Linked DNA regions of Mus musculus: region 2 is linked to region 1. The links are chromatin contacts, called in public ChIA-PET maps. All regions are on one chromosome and are shown on one strand. The core of a region is the stretch at or near the end of the contact, and the rest is flanking DNA. Distances in the headings are between cores, read along the strand shown. Region 1 holds the start of Cd70 (CD70 antigen). Region 2 holds the start of Vav1 (vav 1 oncogene).

Evidence for each region. ChIA-PET counts read pairs in DNA pulled down with a chosen protein or histone mark.
Region 2: a contact with region 1 is called in an RNA polymerase II ChIA-PET map of memory CD8 T cells, with 8 read pairs. The contact joins the promoter of Vav1 here to the promoter of Cd70 in region 1. A contact is called at or near these places in 1 of 484 Hi-C or Micro-C datasets (embryonic stem cells), 2 of 115 datasets of contacts at active chromatin or transcription factors (embryonic stem cells and memory CD8 T cells) and 1 of 9 other capture datasets (pancreatic islet).

Annotation. Positions count from the first base shown.
Region 1 is chr17:57,146,431-57,151,794 of GRCm38.p6, forward strand. Cd70 (CD70 antigen) reads right to left here and starts at 3,347. Exons shown (of 3, transcript NM_011617.2): 1 at 3,004-3,347; 2 at 2,337-2,370; 3 at 1-30. The coding sequence starts at 3,171. Gm33566 (a long non-coding RNA gene) reads left to right here and starts at 2,372. Exons shown (of 7, transcript XR_876893.3): 1 at 2,372-2,717.
Region 2 is chr17:57,276,532-57,282,025 of GRCm38.p6, forward strand. It overlaps Vav1 (vav 1 oncogene), which reads left to right and starts at 2,569. Exons shown (of 27, transcript NM_011691.4): 1 at 2,569-2,870. The coding sequence starts at 2,667.

The sequences.
Region 1 (5,364 bases), core at 2,097-4,596:
CCCAGCGCAGTGTGGGGTCCTTCCGAGGAACTGGGGACAGAAGTTAAGTGGAATGAGAATCGAAGTTAAACAGGGGAGAAGAAAAAAAAAAGAGGGAGGTGGATAGGCACACAAGATGTGGGAGAGACCGAGAGATGGAAAAAGTTAGGTAGAGATGGAGAGAGAATGAGAGGTGTACACACACATACACACACTCACAGACATGCCATAGAGATGCAACTATACATGTATGAGAAGTCAGATGGACAGACAATCTAAGAGGGAGAGCCACAGGACATGGTGCCTGGAAAGCTCAAGACTGGTGCAGGTTTGCAACAGGTATCACTCTGCAGATCTGATTGATGCCCGGAGCTGCCTCTGAGTCCAGCCCAAGTCTCACACCCTCTTGCTGTCTCCAGCAATACCCTGGGCTCAGAAGACCAAAAGGGTTTCCTGGGTGAGGGAAAATTGCTCATGGGCTGGATACACGTTAGGCCATCTACCAGGATGAAGAAGGGACCTACAAAATCCCTTGTTACTATCCTTGTGATGGCTCACTAAATTGTCAGCTGCCTTAGTCTAGAATCACCATCTCTGAGCTCATCTTTCACCAGTTATATAAATGGTATTAACTGAGGTGAGATGACTCACCCTGGCTGTGGGTGGGGGGCATTCCACAGGCTGGGGTCCTGGACTGAATACAAAGGAGAAAGTGCTTGAAAACTAGCTTGCTTGCCTTGCTTTTCTTTTCTTTTCTAAACAGGGTTTCTCTGTGTAGCCCTGGCTGTCCTGGAACTCACTCTGTAGACCAGTCTTGCCTCGAACACAGAAATTCACCTGCCTCTGCCTCCCAAGTGCTAGGATTAAAGGCATGCACCACCACTGCCCTGCAGAACACTAGCGTTCATCTTGCTACTTTCTGACTGAGGATGTGAAGTGACCATTGGTAGCAGCCTCCTGCCCACATGCCTTCTCTCTTAAGTTGTGTTTGTGTATTATTTTGCTGTTATTTTGTTCCAGTAATTAAAAATGTAACAGAATGGTTGAGTCAAATATCTTAATTCCTGATTAGAGCAGCTTAAAGCCGCTACCCAGAGGGAACCTCAACAAATAGCCGAGGCAGAAAGAGAAAATCCGTTTAATTAGTTATTGATTTTGAGATGGACCTAGCTATACAGACTAGGGTAGTCGCAAGTTCATGATTCTGCCTTAGTCTGCTAACTGCTTACTAGAATAACCAGTGTGCCCAGACAGGATGCATTTATTAAAGTTATGGTTACTTGGTTATTAATGTCAAGATCCAAGGTTCTTATCTAAGTACTAATAAATGTTATTACTAGAAGTTTATTTTCAAATGTTGAGACAAAAATCTTGCTGTAGCTTGAGCTGACCTGGACCTTGCAATGCCTCAGCCTCAGCCCCGTAGTGTTAGAACGACAGATGTGCCTCACCATATCCCATAGGGTCTCACTTTGACGGAGGCATCCAATCCCAGCGTGACAAGGTACCACCTTGCTTTAACTCTCTGTCTATATTTCAGCATTTGTGTTTTCCTTGTGGGAGTCTTGGAACCCAGAGTGTCTCATACATTTTGTAAGTCCTCTGCCGCTGACATGGGTGCTCCATGCCTGAGCCATGCCGGGGGCCCCCAGCTTCTCATTGCCCTTTTCACTAAGATGCAGCCTGCTCTTTTAGAGGTGGGCTAAGGAAACAAAGGGATAGGAGCAGCTGGATCACTAGGGGAGGAGAGGATGAACAAGGCAGGATGCTCCTGAGACCACACCCCTGTTTTACTCCAGCATCTTGCACCTTCTTTTCTTCCTTCTCTCCTTTCTTTCTCCCTTTCTCAATTTCTTTTGAGACAAGGCCTCCTATAGCCCAGGCAGGCCTTGAATTCTGATTATGAATGCCGGGTACTTTTGCTTACACATCTCTAGTGCTCAGATGACAGGTGTGCACCACCACACTGGGTTTAAGAGGTGCTAGGGCTTTGTGAGTTCGGGGCAGTGCTCAACTTACTGAGCCACATCTCATAGTAACTCAGGTTGGCTTCAAACTCCCAATGTTGCAAAGGATGAGTTTGAACTCTTGAACGCCTGAACCTTCTGTCTCTGTTACCCTAGTGCTGGGCTGACAGCCTCATGTGGTGCTGAGGATGAAATCAGGGGCTTCCTGGATGCTGGGTTTATGCAAAGCCAACTCAGACCATTCCCTTCATATGTCCCTCCCTCGCTCCCTCCTGCTCTTCCACCCTCCCTCAGTCCCTCTGTCCCTCCTTCCTTCTTTTCCTCCCTCCTCCCTCTTTCCTGCGTCCATCCTCCATCCCACCCACTGGATGGATTCCCACCCAGCCTTACCTGTGAGATTCAGCTGTAACTCAGCTGTGTGCGGCTGGAAGAAAATACAAGAAAACAGAGAAAGCACATTAGAGCCTGGGGCTTGAAGGACTCTCTGATCCCGTGTGCTGTCAGGCTGCAGTCCATCCTGCATCCCTTTGGCCCAATTTGAGATTGTTTTCGTTGATTTTTCTTTGCGTAAAGTCTTATAGAGGCCGGCGAGAAGTTTCAGGCCTCACACAAAGTAACAAGATCGCCCAAACAATTTAAGTGTTTGTCTTCCCTGGAACCCGGGGCTCATGCCACCCTTCCCACTACTTCTCCAAAGATGCATGTGGGCGGTGCCTGGCCTTTCAGCCACAGGCGGCTGGGAATCTCTTCCACCCCCTCAGCACCAGCTAGGTAAGCCCCCAACAACGTGTGCGTCAATCTCGGGCATGGTAGGGAAAGTCGGGGAACCAAATCCTCCCGGCCGCTCAAGGTGACATCTTTCCCAGTCCGGGATCCCTCGTCTGCTCCTGGGCAGCTGGGACCGGCCTGGCCTCCATAGTCGGCCTCTCCTGTCCTCTCTCTGTCTCATCTTCCTCTTTACGATCCATCTCATTCCGATTTTGCGCGCCCCCCACCCCGCCCCCCGCCCCGTTCGCGTCCTTTGCTTGTGCTTTAGCGCTTTCTCTCCTCCTCTCACCTCAGGGTGCTCCAGCAGCCTCTGTTGCTGCTTACTGAGTAGTCCGCTACAATGAAACCAACAGCAAAACACAGTAATAAACACCACCAGCAGCAGCCATGGCCATTGGCGCTGGAACGCGGTCCCGCTCCAGCGAACCCAGGGGCAAGGGCGACCTTCCTCCGGCATCCCTGCACGGAAGCAGCGGCCTGAAGGCAGCGGGAAGCTGTAGCCTCCTCAGCCGAGCTTTTGAAGCTTCTGCCTGCCTTGACCTGCCCTTAGAACCTCGGGGATGTCCGATGCAGGGGAAGAACTGGGCCTCTTCTCGGAGGGCAGGGAAATCCCCTGGAGCTTTTGGCACCTTCTGCCATCCCACAGACAAACTGAAGCAGGCCTGTCCCTGCTTCAGAATATTTAAGCTTCCGATTGGGCATTCAGCCCCTGCTCCTGCTGCTCGGTGCCCATTCATTCATTCATTCATTCGACAAACCATTCACTGAGCATCTATTAGAGGTTCAGTATTGGGCTGAATGCTAGGAAATCAGGAAGCATCCGCATCCAGGAATCCCTTGTGCTTCCCAAAATATTTGGACACGATTGTAGGCTCTTCCATGGGGGGCCATTATAAACAGCTCACATTGGAACTCACCGTAGAGCCCAGGCTGGCTTAGTATTTGCCACGGTGTCCATGGTGACCTTCAGCTCCTCAAGTAGCTCAGGCAGGTGTCAAACTTGTCATGTAGCCCAGGCTGGCCTCTCACATCCTTCTGACTGCAGGACTACTAGATTGCTGGTGTGAGCCACCACACTTGGCTTGGTCTCAATATGATAGCTAGCATATTGATTAGCTACTGCTGATCCCCACCCCCATCCCCATCCATGTCACCCGGAGACTGAGACAATGATCCTACCTGAAAGTGGACACAGCCATTGCACTCCTACACTTAACTCAGCTGTGAAAATTGGCACAAGATGTCCCCGAATGGTTTGGCCTTGATAGGGGCTGGGCCATGAGATTCTGCCCCTCCCTGAGGCTTTCTGGGCAGTTCTGGCCACTGGGAAAGGAAGGTCACTTTCTTCAGTGTTGTGGCCACCAGTAAGTTGCCATTGCCCCAGAAAACCAGCCTCCTGCCCATGATTCAGTGCAGCCCACACAGAAAGAGACTCGAAAGCCTGTAAGGCAGTGGCGATTACAGGGGTGGGGAGCAGAACTTGCTTGGAAGAAAATGTTCAGCAGGACAAGGAGGGGAGTGGACTGGAGAGGGGAAAGGGGGTGGTCATGACTACAATTCATTTTTGCAAATATACGAAGCTGTCAGACAATAAAGAATGAACAGGCAGACAACCAGGCTTGGTGCTTTCAGGTGGCCTCCACTTTGTTCTAGCCTCTTTGCCACATGAGATACGGTAGCAGAGTGAGCAGCTGAGAGTTTACTTAGAACTGGCAGAGGCGAGAAAACACTTGAGGCAGGAGGTGCCGAGCTGGGCAGCAGCTGCCCCAGCCTGGCAGGCCTGGGGCTTGTATCTCTCCTGTCTCTGCTGTCCTCTCTTCTGGATCTTCTCTGGGCACCCCAAGAGTGCTGTGTGTTCTTCACGGAAGTCTATTTTACCCAGGATCCAGACTGTTTGATGAAATGTTGGAACACATCTACAAGCTCAAGTTTTTCCGAAGTTGAGATGCCTACTACAGGAGAGGGTACCAGGGAGAGGTTGCCTCTGAAATGGGTTTGAGCTGGCCCAGCTAGAGGCCACCACCACCTTCAGATTCTGTTTTGGGGAGAACATGTTGGTCAGTGGCCCCTGGATCTAATCTCCTGCAATTCAGGTATAGTGAGATTAACATGGGGTTGGAGAGACATCTCAGAGGTTGAGTGTGTCTATCCCAGAGAGAGGGCTCACTTCCCAGCACCCATGTCAAATGGTTTAAAACGATCTGAAATTCCAGTTCTAGGAGTATTTGGCAACTCTGGTTTCCATGGGCACCTGTGCACATATCGCCCCCCCACACATACATTAAAACAAAACAAACCCTTTAAAAAATATGAAGTAGGCTGGGGATATGGCTCAGTGGATACAGGCCCTGAAGTGGAAACTTAGGGGTTCTTTGGAAAGTCAGTTGTGTTGGTGGTGTTTTGCTAGGGCAGACAAGTGAAGGAGTGTTTTCTTGAAGTGGACACAGGTGATAGACTAAGGCAGACTCCTGAAGGAACGTTTAGCTGAAGCAGACACAGCAGAGGGCATGTTCTACTAAAGCAAGCACGTGAAAGGACACGTGATGAAGGATCTTTGCTAACAACATGCTGCCTTTGTCGGGATGTAAGACCCCTGAAGCTGGGCCTCCGCTCAAGTCCCGGGATGAGCTGGCCAGCACCCCAATGACTT
Region 2 (5,494 bases), core at 1,319-3,818, 130 kb after region 1:
TTAGTAAAGTATTCTATATAATAGAGGCAGCCCTCATTAAACTCCTACGGTAAACCAAGACAATTCGGCTTGCCTTCTCTTGTCTCAACGGCTCAGTTTTCAGTTACATCCTCCTAGGAATGAGACGTGTACCATTCACCCCCATTTTCTCTATGGAGAGATCGAAGCACGAGACGAGAGGAACTAAGCCATTCGTGCAAATGTACCTCAGCTTGGAAGTGGTGGAGATGGAATTCGAATCTAGAAACCTAGTGGGCGCTCTCCAGCTGCCTCTCGTTTTTGTTTTGTTTTCACTGCCTGGCCTTCCTACCCTAACTGCGTGCAAAGAAAACAAATTGTTACCCGGTTTAGAGAAGAGGGAGAGGACGCGTAGGAAGTCACAGACGCCAAAAATAGGGGATAGAAATTGTCCTCGCCTGTAAGGTTGCAAAACGGGAGGGTTTTCAGGTTGTGCCCACCCCTACCCATATCCTCAGTGCGTAAATGAGACTCAAGCTGGTCCAGTGAAGCCGTTTAGCGCCGCCTAGAGGCCATAAGGATAAAAGGTGGGGTGCTAAGGAAGCGGCTTGGAATCTGGTGGGTTAGTCAGGGAGAGGCTTGCTTGCCAAGGTAATTTTAGTTCCTGAGAAGCTATGGTCAGGAAAGCAGTACATATTTGTTAGACAAATCAACTAATAAATGACAGGGAAGGGCACTGGTGACCTTGACTCGGACGAGAACTCACAGCAGGGAAGGTGGGCTTATAGTATGATAATTAAGGGTGGAGGAGGGCTGTGGCTTAAAATTTAGGAAGACTTAAGGGAAAAAAAATGACATTTGGGGGCTGGGGAGATGGTTCAGTCAAATGCTTGCTACTCAAATGAGAGGACAAGAGTTCAAATCCCTAGGGCACAATTAAAGCAGGAGGAGGTAGTCTGTGCTCTTTAATCTCAGTGCTCCTAAGACGAGATGGGGGCAGAGACAATTCTGGAAGTTCAGCTAGCCAGGAGCAGTTAGCCCAGGAGTAAGAGAGACTCTATGTTAAGTATGTGGAAGAGAGGGTCTACACTGAGGCTGTCCTGCCACCTCAACACACACGCCATAGTGTTCTCTCTCTCTCTCTCTCTCTCTCTCTCTCTCTCTCTCTCTCTCTCTCTTTCTCACACACACACATACAAGTTTTAAAGAAAAAAGGAAAAGTGGGTGGTGAGGGTGAGAGGGCTCTGTGGGCAAAGGTGATTGCTACCAAGCCTAATGATCTGAGCTCAATCGTTGGGGCTTGCATGGTGGAAAGAGGACCTACTCCCTTGGGCTGGTGAGATGGCTCAGTGGGTTAGAGCACCTGACTGCTCTTCCGAAGGTCCAGAGTTCAAATCCCAGCAACCACATGGTGGCTCACAACCATCCGTAACAAGATCTGACCCCCTCTTCTGAAGTGTCTGAAGACAGCTACAATGTACTTACATATAATAAATAAATAAATAAATAAATCTTTAAAAAAAAAAAAAAGAGGACCTACTCCCCCATGTTAACCTTTGACCTCCACACATGTACTGTGCCCCACATGTACCTTCACACATACACACATACATATGTATATATATACACACACACACATATATATATGTAATAAAAGTGAAATGGCTTTCAAAGTAGAATATATTTTCTAATGTTTATTATAGTTCTATTTGTTGGCAGTTTCCTACATGTTAACAACCTATCTTCGTCCTACCCACCCTCAACTCCCCTCTGACTCCGAATGAGAGTGGACTCTCTTTACCTTATCCCCACTTTCTTGCTCTTTTGTAACCCTTTGCATCCATTACTGCTGCCTGTGGGCATGTTGGCTCCCTCCTGGCTTTGTCTTGTGCTGCCACCATAACTGCACGGAGTTCATGAGCGTAGTGGCCATGGGTATGCCCTGGAGATAGCATTTCACATCCCCCGCCCCCGACTCTTACCGACTTTCTGTTCCTTCTCCCTTGAGCCTCGGGCTGGTGGTGGTATAGATGTCCCATCTATGGCTGAGCACTCAGTAATCAAAAAGTAACATGTAAGAAGTGATGGAGTGAATTAGTGTCTTCTGTCAGGTGGTGGGCACAAGTGCAAAGGCCCTGGGGCAGGATGGAGGTCAGGGAGTGAAGAACAGAGAGAGGAGAAGAGGCTGGCAGGGGTTGGGGCAGGGTGAACAGGGCCTTGTGGGGTGCAGGAAAGACATGAGTTTTGGCCCCAAAGCAAGGTTGAACCAGGAGGGTTATGGGTGGTGGAAGAATGGTTGAGACTTGACTCAGTGTTCAGTGGTCCCTTTTGGCTGCTGCAGGGGCAAAAGGCTGTGAGAGATCAGGGCCGTAGACTGGGGACCAGGAGGAGACAGGAGGTGACAGCCTAGGTGCCTACGGCTGGATGAGATAGTGGCACCTTAGTTCAGCAGGTGCCCAGGTCTGCTCAGTGTAGGTGGAGAAAGACGAGGTCACACCAGTGAGTGGAAGCTGTGAGGGCGTAACTGCAGATGCTGCTCCCCCTCCGCCCCACAGCTCCTCCCCACCCCCACCCCGGGGCGACAGTTACAGTCACAGAAGAGGAAGTGGTGTTGTAGTTGTCCCCACTGGGGCAGGCGGCGGCGGTGGTGAAGGAACGAGGGTGCACGGGGCCTCCCCGAGGGGCCAAGTGAGAGGCCGGCAGCCACCATGGAGCTCTGGCGACAGTGCACCCACTGGCTGATCCAGTGTCGGGTGCTGCCTCCCAGCCACCGTGTGACCTGGGAGGGGGCCCAGGTGTGTGAGCTGGCACAGGCACTGCGGGACGGTGTCCTCTTGTGCCAATTGCTTAACAACCTGCTTCCCCAGGCCATTAATCTTCGCGAGGTTAACTTGCGGCCCCAGATGTCCCAGGTGAGTCTGCTGGGTGATGCTAGGGCCCGACTGGATAAAGGCTGGTAGGCCCGGCTCTGGCTATGGAGAGGTGTCGAGCAGAACGGAGCTCTGGGTGGGTTTGTACACTCTTGGTTGGCTTGCAGCTGTCCCAGCAAATTTAGGGGGAAATCTCCCTATCCCGCCCCGCCCCCAGCTGACTCTGTTGAGATCCATTTAAAGGGGTCCTAAGAGGTATCTTGTTGCCTCGTAGTTAGCCAAGAGGGTGCATGAGGTTGGAGAACCAGATTCAAGAGAGAGAGGCCTTCAGTTTCTCCCCCACCGGTGGCTCCTCCTCTTCCACCTCTTCTGCCCCCCTCCTCCTCACATCTTCCTTCACCTCCATTTCCTGCCAGGGCTTTGTGCTGTGTGGCGTGGAGTGTTGGGGGCTGCAATGCGAGACCCTGTGGCATCCCAACTCTACCTATTTCGGGAAGGGCCCATTGAAGTGCAGGGCCCAGGCCTAGGGTCCTAACAAGGCCCTGGGTGTCCCTGAGTTTGACATCTGTGCACTCTCCGTGTTTCAAGTGGAGGCATGGTCAGACTATGCCCCGGTGAGCCTAGAAAATGTATTCAAATCCTTATTTGAATGTGGCTGGGGTGGTGGTGAAAGGTGACTGGTGGCTTTGTACTCTTTTCTCTGCTTCCCCAGGGATGCTGGGTTTCGGGGGGAGGGCTGATAGCCCTAGAAATGAAAGGTATAGGTTCAAGTCAAAGGGATCCACAGCCTTACCGTGGGGTGTGAGGGACATGAGTTGTATCTAAGGGAACATGGCCTTGCCATGGGGTCTGAAGGACACATCCTTGGTGTAGGGGGCATCTGTCTGTCTGTCTGTCCTCTTGCTCTCAGTCTGCCAGTCCTGTACAGCCTGTTTTTCCAAGTCCCAGGAGGCTGTCCCTAGAAATGATGAGCAACGGGGTCAGAGCCTAGTTTCTTCCCTTCATGCGAGGGGTCCCATGGAGTTGAAGACGGGAGTTACTTTAAGAATGGCCTGCTGCAGTCTCCAGGGTATTTCTGGGGTTGTCAGTGAGCCAGCAGTCTCTGAAGCTGTTGTGAGTCCTCTGAAGGAAGTAGGGAACAGAGCACCCACTGTCCCCCATGGACCGTCCCTCTGGCTGGCTAGGGGTCAGCAGAGATTTGCCTACATTTGCTTGAACTTCAGTAGCTTTCAGGGCTTGAGGAAGTAGCTATGGGACTCTTGGGCCCCAGCTCTGGCGGGACTCAGGGTGCCCAATGATGTGGCAATCACAGCTGTTGGGAAAACGGTTAGAGTCAAGGATGGCCTTCCACCCCCCTGTGTATTGTAACTAAGGTTGACTTTTCTGAAGGACAGGTGTTCATGGTGTTAATCCCCAGAGGACTAGCTGTGTCCCAACAGCAGCCTTAGTGTGTGTCAAGCAATGTTGGGAACTTGGCTCTGGCCCCCAAAGAGTTCTTAAACTCAGTGAGACAGAAGAAGATGCATCACAGGCTCTTGTTCTCTAGGGATGTAAGGACATTCACTGCTTGAGAGAATTAGGTCTTATGTACGAAGGGGTATTTAAGCTGGGTTCTGAAGAATCAATAGGAGTTTTCTCATTGCTCTGGCTCTCTATGTCCAGCTGTATGAAGCCTCAGGCTGGGCCAGTGTTCATCCTCATTTTCCCCCATCTATCTTCTTGGTAACTTCTGGCCTCTGGTCTCTCTGACTTTCTTGGAAATCCTACATCTGGTGGAGATGTAGGTGAGAATCAGCAGGCTATTTACAATATGCCAGAGGAGGTACCCCAAGGGAAGGCAGAAAGAAAAAGGAAAGGAGCCACTGACTGGGAAACAGGAGAGATAAAGTCGTAGAGGTCGGAATGAAAGAATAGTTCCTTCGTTTCCCTATCTCTCTCCTTTGTCCAGCAAATAGGGAAGAAATAATTTATATACTACCAACTCGCCCATCTACCAACCCATCCATCTATCCATCCATCCGTCCATCCGTCCGTCTGTCCGTCCATCCACCCATCCATCTGTCCATCTGTCTATCTGTCCACCTGTATGTCTACCCACCCACCCACTCATTCATTTGTCCATTCATCCATCTGCCCACCAGTCTATCTGTCCATCCTCCATCCATCCACCCATCCATCTATCTATTCAGCCAGCCAGCCAGCCAGCCAGCCAGTTATCAGGTCCAAAAGAAACTTGGGACAAATGGCTCACTGTAGTGCCTATTAGCATACCAATCCATATGCTGGTGCCCAGATTTACTCAGTGCCTGTGGCTAGTCTGTTCTTCTCACCCCATTCCCTTTTCTAGACATCACCAGCTTCTGGGTTAGCCTTCCCCAGTTTCTTCTTCCTATACAACCCTGCCATTTTGACTGTGTGCCCTCTGCACTCTTGGCCCTCTCTCCTCTCTTGCTCTCCCCCCTCCCACTGTGGCCTGGTCCATTCTGCTGGCCATACTCAGTCTGCTATTTTCTCTCATGATATGTACTCTCATAGATGCTTCTGGCTGTATTCTTCCTCATACCAACAATAAAATCTCCCCATCAATCATATCTCAGAATGGTCCTGTACTCACTTTATACATCTGGTGCAAAAAAAAAAAAAAACCAAAACAAAAAAAAACCAAA